Linked DNA regions of Sus scrofa: regions 1, 2 and 4 are each linked to region 3. The links are chromatin contacts, called in public Hi-C and HiChIP or PLAC-seq maps. All regions are on one chromosome and are shown on one strand. Each heading gives the region's core, a stretch centred on a gene start, on an enhancer-like site or on the middle of the called end of the contact. The rest is flanking DNA. Distances are from core to core; before and after follow the strand shown.

What was found. Hi-C and Micro-C count contacts between places; a contact is called where the count stands out from the background. HiChIP or PLAC-seq counts read pairs in DNA pulled down with a chosen protein or histone mark.
Region 1: an H3K27ac HiChIP or PLAC-seq map of alveolar macrophages shows a contact between it and region 3. The contact joins the promoter of SELRC1 here to the promoter of ECHDC2 in region 3. A contact is called at or near these places in 1 of 5 promoter capture datasets (liver), 2 of 47 Hi-C or Micro-C datasets (heart right ventricle and liver) and 1 of 2 datasets of contacts at active chromatin or transcription factors (alveolar macrophages).
Region 2: a contact with region 3 is called in a Hi-C map of skeletal muscle, with 3 times the contacts expected there. The contact joins the promoter of ZYG11B here to the promoter of ECHDC2 in region 3. A contact is called at or near these places in 2 of 47 Hi-C or Micro-C datasets (liver and skeletal muscle) and 2 of 2 datasets of contacts at active chromatin or transcription factors (alveolar macrophages and skeletal muscle).
Region 4: an H3K27ac HiChIP or PLAC-seq map of alveolar macrophages shows a contact between it and region 3. The contact joins the promoter of PODN here to the promoter of ECHDC2 in region 3. A contact is called at or near these places in 2 of 2 datasets of contacts at active chromatin or transcription factors (alveolar macrophages and skeletal muscle).

Annotation. Positions count from the first base shown.
Region 1 is chr6:159,510,570-159,513,608 of Sscrofa11.1, forward strand. SELRC1 (Sel1 repeat containing 1) reads left to right here and starts at 1,293. Exons shown (of 4, transcript NM_001243594.1): 1 at 1,293-1,470. The coding sequence starts at 1,365.
Region 2 is chr6:159,479,325-159,482,197 of Sscrofa11.1, forward strand. ZYG11B (protein zyg-11 homolog B) reads right to left here and starts at 1,293. Exons shown (of 14, transcript XM_021096631.1): 1 at 1,051-1,293. The coding sequence starts at 1,080.
Region 3 is chr6:159,324,723-159,327,596 of Sscrofa11.1, forward strand. It overlaps ECHDC2 (enoyl-CoA hydratase domain-containing protein 2, mitochondrial), which reads left to right and starts at 1,424. Exons shown (of 10, transcript XM_021096622.1): 1 at 1,424-1,986. The coding sequence starts at 1,863.
Region 4 is chr6:159,178,151-159,181,091 of Sscrofa11.1, forward strand. PODN (podocan) reads right to left here and starts at 1,306. Exons shown (of 12, transcript XM_013999375.2): 1 at 1,012-1,306; 2 at 507-563.

The DNA.
Region 1 (3,039 bases), core at 43-2,542, 190 kb after region 3:
GTTGGGGCTTCTCTATATGAGAGATGTATTAAAGGATCTCCCAAGGTGATCAGGTGTCTAAGAAACCACTAGTAAATGTGGAATGACAACTGGAATGTGTTATCCTATGAAAGATGTGTTATGGACTTGAGTGTAAAATCATTTAAATCTTTAAAATAAAACTGGAATTTCGAAGACGTTTCCCAGGTTCAGCAAGCTACTCTCTAACAAGGACGTGGTTGGAAGTGGTCCATTCTCTGACGCCCTTAAGGATAGGTTAATAGTGGAGCCATTTGGAAGCAATGCTAGAGGTGCTGGGAAACCAAGGACTTGAGCTCCCCTCAGGGACATAGGCGAGGGCTGGCTGGGACTCAAAGAGAAATAGGAACTGACTGTCTTTGGAGAGCGTTCAGTCTAGGCTTTATGGAACTGATGATTCTAAGAAGAAAAAGCAAAAACCAGCTGAAATTCCTCTTTTCTTTCCCATATCCTTGACTTTTCCTTTTGTACTTCATTCTTTTATTCAAAAAATATTCATTGCACAGCAAATTTCGTATTTCCTGTGTGACCTTTGGACAATTTACTCTCTGTACCTCAGTTTCTTTCCTCATCAGCAGAATGGGGGGAATAACTCCTACCCACAATGAGTGCCTTCATGAGAATTAAATGAGGAAGCTCTTCAAATAGAATCTGAAACAAAGTTTAGCCCTGTTTAAGCATTAGCTATTATAACAGTATTATTACTGCTACTGTGATCCGGCTATCATCTTCCACAGCCATTCATTCCTTGGGTCACTCATGTTGGAGGCAGAAGGTGGGAATGGGAGGAAAAGAGAGATGAATCAGACTTTTCACTGCACTTGCAGCGACTTAAGAATATTGGTTTGTCCAGCTACAGCTGGCCCATAATGGGTGCTCAAAATACTTGCTGAATGGATAAACAAAAGCTTTCCTTCTAAACTGCAAGCCCTTTAATGGCAGGACCCATACTTCCTCGCTGTTGTATTACTAGCACCAAGCACTTGGTGAGGCATATGGTAGGCGCCTAGGCAACACCGAATTAACGAAAGAGCGGACAGATGGAGAGATAAATGACCAGAAGCGGAGAAGCATTAAAGCCACAAGACTGGCACAGTAAAGTGCTACAGAAAGACTGCTACCAGACCTGAGGAAAAGGTGAGACAGCCAAAGCCTAACAGCCAGAGAGCAGAGGAAAAGCTCAAGCTCCCGGCGCGCCGGGCTTTCAGGCCGCCGGAGGGAGCGGCGGACCTCGGCGGCAAGCCCCGCCCAAGCCCCGCCCCTCCGCCGCTCACGTGACCTGGGCGGGCGTACGGCGCGCGCCGGGGCAGAGCGGCGGGGTGATTTTGACTGACCGAGCGAGAGCCATGGCGGGCCTCGTGGACTTCCAGGACGAGGAGCAGGTGAAGTCCTTTCTGGAGAACATGGAGGTGGAGTGCAATTACCAGTGCTATCAGGAGAAGGACCCGGACGGTGAGCCCCGCCAGCACGGCCTAGGTTCACGTGGGGGCTCCGGACGCAGGGGCGGGAGTTGGACGGGTCACGTGAGGGATCTCTGAGGGGATCTGGAAGGGGTCACCGGCCGGGGACACGGGGTGTGTGGGACACAGACGGCCTTGTGGAGGGGCGGGGAGGGGTCGGTTGGCTTCCGCAAGGACTTGCTGGGCTCGCCGCGGGAGAATGCTCTGCCTGGAGGCCGGGCGGGAAGGAAAAGAAGCGTTTGGGCACGTGGAGGAGAGACCCTGGGGCTACGTCAGTGATCGGATAAAAAGCCGCGTCCTCAGGGAGCTTACATTCTAGTGGGGGTACTGGACAGTAAACACAGAGAAACACATGTGTAGCATATTAGAAATTAATAAGTGCAGTGGGAAAAGGAACTGGCTGAGAGGTACCAGAATTCAGGAAGGCAGTTTTAAATCGAGTGATTAGGGAGAATCATGAGAGTGACATTTGAACAAAGTGTAGAAGGTAAAGGAGATCCATGCCAGGCAGAGCTAGGCCCAATGAAAAGGCGCAGCGAGGTGAGTGTGCTCAGTGTGTTCTGGGAACATGAGTTGACTTCCCTGTGTGGGCGATGTGCAGGAGAGGTTGCCCAGAGCAGCCAGTACCTTTGGAGTGGTTTTCTTCTTCCTACTTTTTTTTGGGGGGAGGGGGGTGGCTCTTCTGTGGCACACCGAAGTTCCAGGGCCATGGGTTGTAACCAGAGCCACAGCGTGGCAGTGCTGGATCCTTAATCCACTGTGCCACCAGGGAACTCCTGCCTACTTTATTTTTATAAAAGAAAAAAAAAAAAAAAAAAGGCACTGGGCCTGTCTTCTAGTAGCTTGCAGTCTAGCTGCACGCTGTGGCATGAACCTGTAGTCCCAGGAGTTACTTGGGAGGCTGAGGCTGGAGGATCCCTTGAGCCCAGGAGTTCTGGGCTACAATGTGCCATGTGGATCAGATGTCCACACTAAGTTTGGGATCAATATGGTGACTTCCCAGGAATGGGAGACCACTGGGTTGCCTAAGGAGGAATGAACTGGCCCAGGTGGGACACAGAGCAGATCAAGACTCCCATGCTGATCAACAGCTTGGAGTCTAGCTTGAAGCTGACCAACTACACAGAGTTGCTCTGCAGTGTGATGGCTTAAATCTTAAGAAGCCAGGGTTGTTCAGTAAGGCTAGTTCATGTCCTAAGTGTAGAGAGAAGGAGAATTCACAGGAGTGGAGTCACTGAGGAGCAGAATGGTTGGGAAGACATCTGGAAAATGTTGGGAGGAATAGGCAAGTAGTGTTGATTTAACAGAGCAGAAGGAGAGAAAAAAATGCTGTTCTTGGGAAGGTTGAAGTTAGAATGTATTCAGAAATAAGATTAACGAGGAACCCTGGGACACGGTGCCAATGCCTGGGGTAAGGCGTTTAGACTTTATTCTGTAGGCAATGAATGGAGAGCCATATATGTTTTTGTACTCTGGAGATAAAGCAAGCAGTGAAGTAGGGAGGGTGGATGTTTAAGAAAGACTGGCTGTGGCACGTTAGGCGAGCCTGAGAGGATGCTGT
Region 2 (2,873 bases), core at 43-2,542, 150 kb after region 3:
TAAAAGCAGAAAGGGCAAAACAAAAGAAGATAATAGAAGGTATTAAAGAGACTGTCATATCTGACTGCCAAACTGATCTGGGTTATTCAGATGCCCTGGTCTCTGCCTCCAAACAAAAACAAACCATTTGTTATGAGTAACAGGAAAGACTGTACATAAATGCTTTCAAATTTCTCAAACGGTACCTTCACATTAAAAGATGCTCAAAATAAAAATACATTCGAAAACACTTTAAGTTATTTCTGCCCAAAGGCGAGATATCTCATAAGACCATAGTATGCAGGGTGGCCCTCACCCCATGCCTCACTCGATCGCTCCAAAACACACTATCACTCAGGTTTTGCAATGACATTAGGAAATAAGGCTTGCAGGCTCTCTCGAAGCACCGCCAAACTCCCCCTTCCCTCTGCAAAAAAAAAAAGAAAAGGAAGAAAAAAGCCTAAGAATCTCTATCTGCCCGCCCTACAGCTCTTGGGAAGCAATCGCCCTCAAATTGTTCCTGTTGAGACCCTTGAATCCCGTAGAAGGAAATGGGGACAGCTGTGAGAGCGGGGAAGCGAGGACATCCGATAAGGGGGAGAGGAAATGTGGATGGTGGAGGACGAAGGGGAGAAAGGAGAGGGCAGTGGAGATAAAATGGTGAAAGGGGGTAAGAAGCGAGAGCAAGGAGCAGGAGCGAAAAAGAGGGAGGAAAAGAAGGGAAGGCGTAGAGATCCCAAAAGAGAGAACAAGGCAAAATGGTACAGAAGAAAAAGAAGGTCGGGTTAAAGGACAAGGAGGGGGCGGCAAAGGGGACCGCGAAAGAGGCTGTCACTGGGGGTGATTTTTAAAAAGGGTGTCACCGGGATGGAGAGAGATTAAGGGGGGGGGGGTTGTCACCACGGCAGGTGGCCGGAGACCAAGGGGAAGGAGGAGTGGGTCACCAAAGGGGAGGTAACAAGGAGGGGAGGTAAAGGCAGGAGCAGAAGGGGCGTCAAAGCTGGGGAGGGGCAGGCCCGCGGGGGCCAGGGTGGCGGGAGGCTGCGGCTCAGGCAGGCCTCGCTCTCTCACCATGGCTGCGCCGGCCTGGTCCTCTGGCATGCAGCCTCTGTCCTGGGTTCGGCGGCGGGCCGGGCCTGAGCCCGCCCCCAGGCTGAGCCGGCGCGGGGGCTCCAGGAGGCTCCGACGAGCGGCGGCTCCGGGCTCGGCCCAGGCCTCGGCCTCCTCGCCTCGGAAGCTGAAAGTGCAGCAGCCGCAGCCGCAGCCCGATCCCGAGCGCAGACTCCGCCCCCGAGGCTCCGCCCTCGCCCGCAAACACAAGCTCGGCCCCGCCTCCTCCCTCACTGCGCAGACTCGGCCCAGGAGCCCTGGCCACGGCCCCCCCACCGCTCCCCAACCTCCCCACCCCCGCCCGCGCGCCCGACCCCTGGCTTCTCCCCTTCTCAGACCCTTAAAAGAGCCACACGTCTTCAAATAACCAGTGCTTTAAAAACTAGAGATTTAAATATACGTCCTACAGAAGACTAGAGCTGCCATTCGTTTGGGTTGCATACAGACCCCTGTGCTTCTGTTCATTGTCGTTCATTTCTATTGTCATGTATTCTATATATTCATATAGAATATTCATATATTCTCTTAGTGATTTCAATTCTTTTAGATGATTCCTCTAGAGACCTAACTTCTCGGGTTCCTCGCCTCTAGGGATCGCCCTTGCCTCAGCCTCTCATTTCCGTGCTTATACTTTAAATCTGAATTTCAGATAACCCCTCTATAATCTCAATTTCAATCATTCAACTCTCCCACCTCAGCCTCCTTCCTCTCAGGCTCACTTCCTCAAATACCCGACTCCAAAAATTCAACTTTACCAAAACTCAACATCCAGTGCTCCTACTACCTTTCCACTATTCTTCACGGTATCCGATTTCCTTTCATGAACAGCTTAGATTCTACTGTCCATCATCCCTCGGTGTTCACTTTCACTTCTCCAGTCCTTCTTTCCTTTCCTTGTACTCACCTGAGGAAACTCTAATCCTACACCTGCAGCCAAACGGGGTAGAAGGGAGAAAAATCCAAAATCATACTGACTGGCCTCCACCTAGCTTGTTATCATTTTCGTCAAAAAAGCCCTTAACGCTTGGCGATCCTACTGCATTTCTCCAGTTCCATACGCTCTCTCACCTCACTACATAACTGTTTTGTATCTCTCCCTTTAAACCTCCAACACTTCTTCCCTGCTCACTGATGATTTCGCTTCCAATTCATGGTGAAAATGAAGCAAACAGGAGAATATAAGGTCCCACCAGTCACCATTACTTCCAACCCACCTATGACTCTGCTCTGCTTCTAACTCTGCTGCTCTACGCTGCCTTCCTCTCCTTACTACAAATGAGCTATTTGCCTTTTAGCTAAGGTCATACCTTCCGCAATTCTCAAACTGCAAAAAGGCTTGGTTTCCGCCCCCAATCAGCCACAAAACTGTTTTTGTAAAGTGCAATAAAAAGTAATTACTAGAAACATTAAATTTAAAAACAGACATACGAAATGCAAGTCCATATAGACGGATATTGATGCTTTTTTTTTTAATCATCCTAATCATTCTTCAGTGTACAGGTCAGTGACATTAAGTACTTTGTTGTGCTCTCGTCACCACCATCCAGTTCCAGAGCTCTCTCTTTTTTTTTTTTTTTTTTTTTTTGCCTTTTCTAGGGCCACACCTGTGGCACACAGAGGGTCCCAGGCTAGGGGTCCAATTGGAGCTATAGCCACTGGCCCACGCCAAAGCCACAGCAACTCGGGGTCCCAGCTGCGTCTTTGACCTACACCACAGCTCACGGCAACTCCAGATCCTCAACCCACTGAGCGAGGCCAGGGATTGAACCTGCAACCTCATGGTT
Region 3 (2,874 bases), core at 174-2,673:
AGGAACAAAAGGTCAAACTGTAAAAATTCTCCCTTCTCTCCCTATCTCCAGCTTCCCAGTTCCCCTCCGCAAATGCAGTCCTTAAAAAACAAACAAAACCCAACAAAACAGCAGGATTAAAAAGGAGGAGAAATGTTATTACCTATAGCCATATTGTTACTACTGCTCTCACTGCTCCCTTGCTCCTTTGCTAAGCTTTCTTAGACTCTCAGGAACAATCATAACGTAGAGAGGAGGAGGGGTACCTGGTTATTTTAAAAACCAGGCACCATATAGCCTTTCAGGAAAAGAACTTCCTTTATTTGGTGTATTGACTTGCTAGGGTTGCCCTAACAAAGTACCACAAACTGGGTGGATTAAAGAGAAGAAATTTATTTCTGCACAGTTCTGGGGGCTGGACTTCTAGTCCAGGATCAAGGTATTGGTAGGGTTGATTGTGTCTGAAGCACTGGCTGTTCCTTGGCTTATAAATGGCCGTCTTCTCCCTTTGTCTTCACATGGTCTGTCCTTTATACCCATCTGTGCTAAAATTTTCTTCTTATAAGAACATCAGTCACATTGGATTAGGGTCAAACCTGATGACCTCATTTTAACTTGATTACCTCTTTAAAGACCCTGTCTCCAAATGCAGTCACATCGTGAGGTACTGAGGGAGAGGACTGCAACACATAGATTTGCGGAGGGGGGGCACAATTCAACCCATAAAAATTAGCATTAACCTCGTTAAGTAGGAGAGGTAAAGGCCCACAATTGCTCTGCAACCTTCTGTAAAAATCTTTCTCATGCAACCTCAAGTCTGTGATTCTCTAAGCAGTGGAGGAATTGGAATTGTGTCCAATAATATGTAGAAAAGGGACAGGGAGGGATGGCCAGATGACCCATAACCTGAATTAATTCATTGAAGTTCCCACTGTGGCTCAGCATAAGGAACCCAACTAGAATCCATGAGGTTGTGGGTTCAATCCCTGGCCTCGATCAGTGGGTTAAGGATCCAGGGTTGCCTTGAGCTGCGATGTAGCTTGCACAGCGGTTCGGATCTGGTGTGACCGTGGCTGCGGCAGAGGCCGGCAGCTGCAGCTCAGATTTGACCCCTAGCCTGGGCTTCATGTGCCCAGAGTGCCGCCATAAAAAGACAAAAAATAAAATCTGTTTTCATTACTTTTAAGTAGTATTTGGCTTTCTTAGGCTTTAACAGGAGTCGCTTTTATTATTTGTGCTTTACAGAAAACACTGGCGTTTAGAGAGCTTGGGCCTTGTCCAAAATGATACATTGGATGGAGTTCCCGTTGTGGTGCAGAGGAAACGAATCCAACTAGGAACCATGAGGTTGCGGGTTCAATCCCTGGCCTCGCTCAATGGGTTAAGGATCTGGCGTTGCTGTGAGCTGAGGTGTAGGTCGAAGACAGGGCTCAGATTCCCCGTTGCTATGGCTGTGGTGTAGGCTGGCAGCTGTAGCTCCAATTCAACCCCTAGCCTGGGAACCTCCATATGCCGCGGATGCCACCCTAAAAAAAATAAACACACACACACACACACACACACACACACACACACACACACACACACACACGACACACTGGAGCTGAACTTTCTCCTACCCAGGTCTTTCGGTCCCTGGGAACCTCCATATGCCGCGGATGCGGCTCTAAAAAAAATAAAGAAACACACACACACACACAAGACACACTGGAGCTGAACTTTCTCCTACCCAGGTCTTCCGGTCTCTGAGACGCACAGAGAGCAGCGCCGGACTTTGGACCCATAGGAGGAGCAGTTTGCAAAGGCCTGGGGCTGATCCTCCAGCTTTCGGCGGGAGAGAAGGTAGTGGAGGGGCCTGGCGGCACCTTCCGGACGGCACCCCGATGCTGCGCACCCTGGCGAGCGCCCTGCGCTGGAGGCCCCTGGAGAAGACTCGCGGCTGCGCCTCTAGCCCTGTGGATGCGGGTCGCGAGATCCAAGTGCGCGCTCTGGAGGGTCTCGACCAAGGTAAGTGCGCGGTCCTGGGACGCGCCGGCCGGGCGGGCAGGCCAGGCGCCTGGCCCTGCTGCCGGGGCGGACCCCTGGCCACTGTGCCCGGTGGGCGCGGGGAGACGGAAACAGGCCGTGGGAAGGCGTTTGAGGACGGGACGCCAAAGCCCCCGCGGCTAAGTCTAGCCCCCCCCAGGTAGGGGACCACCTTAACGGCCGCCCGGAACCTAAAGGTCGTGCGACTCCACGTCAGTGTCCCCTCGGGCCCCTGTGTGGTGGCCAGATAGAGGACTCGCCCCGGGCTGGGATCAGACACGAGGGCGCCCGGCCCCCACACGAGCGGTAAAAGACCTGATTTCCCTCCTGGGCCGAGGGTCCTGGCGAAGCTCCAGGGGCCCGGGGCGGCGGAGCGCAGCCAGCTCTCCGCGCAGGAAGGACAGAGGACGAGTCTCGTCCCTGCGCGCTGGCCCTGCAGCTGCTGGGGGACTTTTGAGTCCAGCTGACTCAGCGTTGGGGCCTGTCACTGGCAGAAAACATTTCGTTGGAGTGTTGTGCTGGAGTTTGTTTCCTTAGTTAGTGGGTCTGAGTTTTTTGTTTGTTTTGTTGTGGGGAGGGGGTTGCACTTTAAAGCGCATTCAGCCACGTTATCCGTTATCACACACCGCAGTCGCCCTCAGGGCAGGGTTCTTCTCTCTCGTCTTTACTTTGTCCCCAGTCCCAACCCTTTCTTCCCTTCCCTGCATTTGATGTAACACTCTTTGTGTCCAAGGAGTTTTAATTTCCACGGAGGGCGTTGTTCCTGACAGCTCATATTTCTTCCTTCCCCCACCCCCGCTTGAGATTAAGCTTTCAAGAGCTGCCTTGCCATAAAAATTGAGTTCCTTGCCCCCTGCTGTCGCATACTAT
Region 4 (2,941 bases), core at 56-2,555, 150 kb before region 3:
TGCAGCTGGGTCCACCACCGCTTAGCCTTCCCCCGCCAGTCCAAAGTTGAACGGCAGGGGGTCAGGTTGCATGGTCCTCCCAGCAAGCGCCCGGCGCACATCCCTCTGTACCTCCCGGACCCTGAGAGCGCACGCTTGTTTTCTGCTCCTCTCTTGAAGTTCAGGCTGCAGCTGCCTCCCGCCCCACGGCCCCACGGCCCCCCGCCCCAGCCCCCAGGGCCATCAGGAGCTCACCGCCGCTTCCACCTGACGGCGCATCAGGTATTCTAGCACCACGGCGGTTCACGGACCTGCAACCGGGGGGCTTCGACCGCATTCGCCAGAGCGCTCCGGCCTCGCTGCCCGCGCTCCGGGGCCACCCTCCTGCCCCCTCCTCAGCCCTGCTGTCCCAACAGGGAGGCAGCTGGAGAGACGGACAAACGGACACCGGGCGCCGGCTGAGAGCTGTGCTCAGCGAGGGCGCGGCATGGGCCCGAGGAGCCCAGCCCCGAGCGGCTCCGCCTCACCTGTGCGCGCGTCCCGGGGGCAGATCTCAGCTTCTCTCTAGGCCTCAGTTTCTCTGTCTGTAAAGAGGTCGAAGGGTGGGCTAGCTGGAAGGAGCTGACGTGGAAAGGCATGGGCATACGCTGAGCCCAGGCCCCAAGCACAGGGGTCCTCGCCCTTCCCCGGTTCCACCTGCCCCCCACATTCCCTGTCTGCCCGCATCCTTCCACCCGCCCCCCCACCATCCGCCCTCAGATTCTTTCCAGATGTGCGCAGCAGGAGGGGCCCGGGGCTGGGACCAGCCTTTGGCCGAAGAACAGGCCCCTGCCGGGTAGGCATCGCGGAGGGGCGCGCCCCGGAGGAAGAGCTCTCCGGACGTGCCCTCCAAGTGTAAGGCTCCAGCGGAGGGGGCGAGGTGCGCGGCCCCGCCCGGGCCAGCCGCTGGGGCGATCCGGACCAGGCGGGAAGTCCGATCGCTCCTCAGCTCGGCCCGGGCCCTCAGCCCACCCGGCCTCCCGTGCCCGGTACCTGCTGCGCTCCGGCGCCGCGCCGCTCCCTGCCAGCAGACCGCGTTCTTCCGAGTCGCCTCTGCGCTCCGCGGGCGCGGGCTCCTGCCATTCAAGTCGAGCCGTGCTCTCGGCGACGCAAGTTTTGTTGTGGGTTTTCTCCTCCCCGCCTCCCCCTCGCCCCCCCCGCGCGTGCATCTGCTGGACGCCGGCCTCTTCTGGACACAGGCGTAGGGTCCCCGCAGGCGCGGGCAGCGGAGGGCCTGCCCCTCCCCGCGCTGGACTGGGCCGAGCCCCACTTCCCCGGGAGGCAGAGCCGCCGCGCGGACCCCTCACCCCGCTCTCTGCTCCGAGGGGCCGCCGTACCACGCCCCCCACCCCCACCCCGGGAGACTGGGGAGGCGGGGTGTCTAGTCCGAAGCGCTTCCTCGTTCCCAGCCTTCCGAAGTGGAATGGGACCCCCTCGAGGCCCCAGCACCTGAAAGGAGGGCCGGGCAGAGGGCCCCCCTTCCACCAAGTGCCTCTGAGCTGTTTCTTCCTCCCGACAGAGGGTTTTGCAACCGCTCCAGGCATGAGTACCTATCGGTTCACTCTCCCATCCAGGGGTCCTAAGCCTTGGCTAACGGGCTGCCCGCCAAGACCCTCCCGGGCCCCTTCCCGGAAAAGTTCTCGGCACGCACCGGCCCTGCCACGTTGGCCCTGGGCCCACAGCCTGGTGAGCCTTGAAGGGCGATAAATTGGGCTGGGAGCAGGGTGCATGCGGATCCCAGTCGCAAGGAGACAAGGGCGGGGAGGGAGGTGAACGGTGAGCCCTGTCCTGCTCTCAGGAGCTGAAAATGTTTCCAAGTAAAGGCGCATTAACTACGAGCAGCTGAAGCAACACCGGTTGGCGCCAGGGTCTTGGGAGATAGAATGCGGTCTGGCTGGGTTTAGGTGGTACTTGGCACCTCCACTGCCCAGCAAGGCTCTCCTCCGTACCCGCTGTGGCCCGTGGGCAGAGCATCCACGGCTACCTTAGCCGGCTGCCCTCCTGCTAGAGCGGGAAAAGGATAAATAACTCAAACTTGGAACTCCTTGTTCAACTTGAATTACCAGGGCCCTGAATGAATGAATGGCTCATGCAAAGGCTCTGGGCCTTTCACAGGCTTGGGTTGCCGCATCCTGATTTACTCTCTCATCTTCACGTCACTCTCTGATCTTCGCAACCCTGCAAGAGAAGAAGGCCTGTTGCCTCCATTCACAGGTGAGGAGACAGCCTTAGGAGGGACAAGTGACAGAGTAAAATGGCCAGGTTTACCCTTCGCCACAGCCCACATTCTTTCCATGATGGAGTCAGGCAGCTAACTGGAGCAGGCAAATGCAAAAGCCTGGATTTGAACCCAGGATCATCTGTTTCCATTACATCAAGAACTCAAGAACTCAAGAATGGGAAAAAGAAATATTTTGCCTTCTTTGGCCTCCGAGCCCAGTTCTCTCTGCGCTTGAACTTATGAGAATTGGTGTGATTCACAGGACTGGACGGGAGCCAACACAGATACGCATCTTGTGCCTTCTCAACACTGACCCTAGATTCAAGTGGAGCTAGAAGAGTGTCTACTGGCTTGAACACCCATGAACTAAAGAAAACCTTCTAGAAGAACAGGAACCAGCATATATTGCATGCCTACTAAGTGCCAGGCATCATTTTTTTATTTATTTATTGCTTTTTTAGCACTGCACCCGTGACATATGGAGGTTCCCAGGTTGGGGGTCTAATCAGAGCTACAGCTGCCAGCCCACGCCACAGCCACAGCCACGCCAGATCCGAGCCGCGTCTGTGACCTACACCACAGTGCACAACCAGATCCTTAACCCACCGAGCGAGGCCAAGGATCGAACCCACAACCTCATGGTTCCTAGTCGGATTTGTTTCCACTGCGCCATTCCAGGATCTCCAGGCATCATTTTAAATC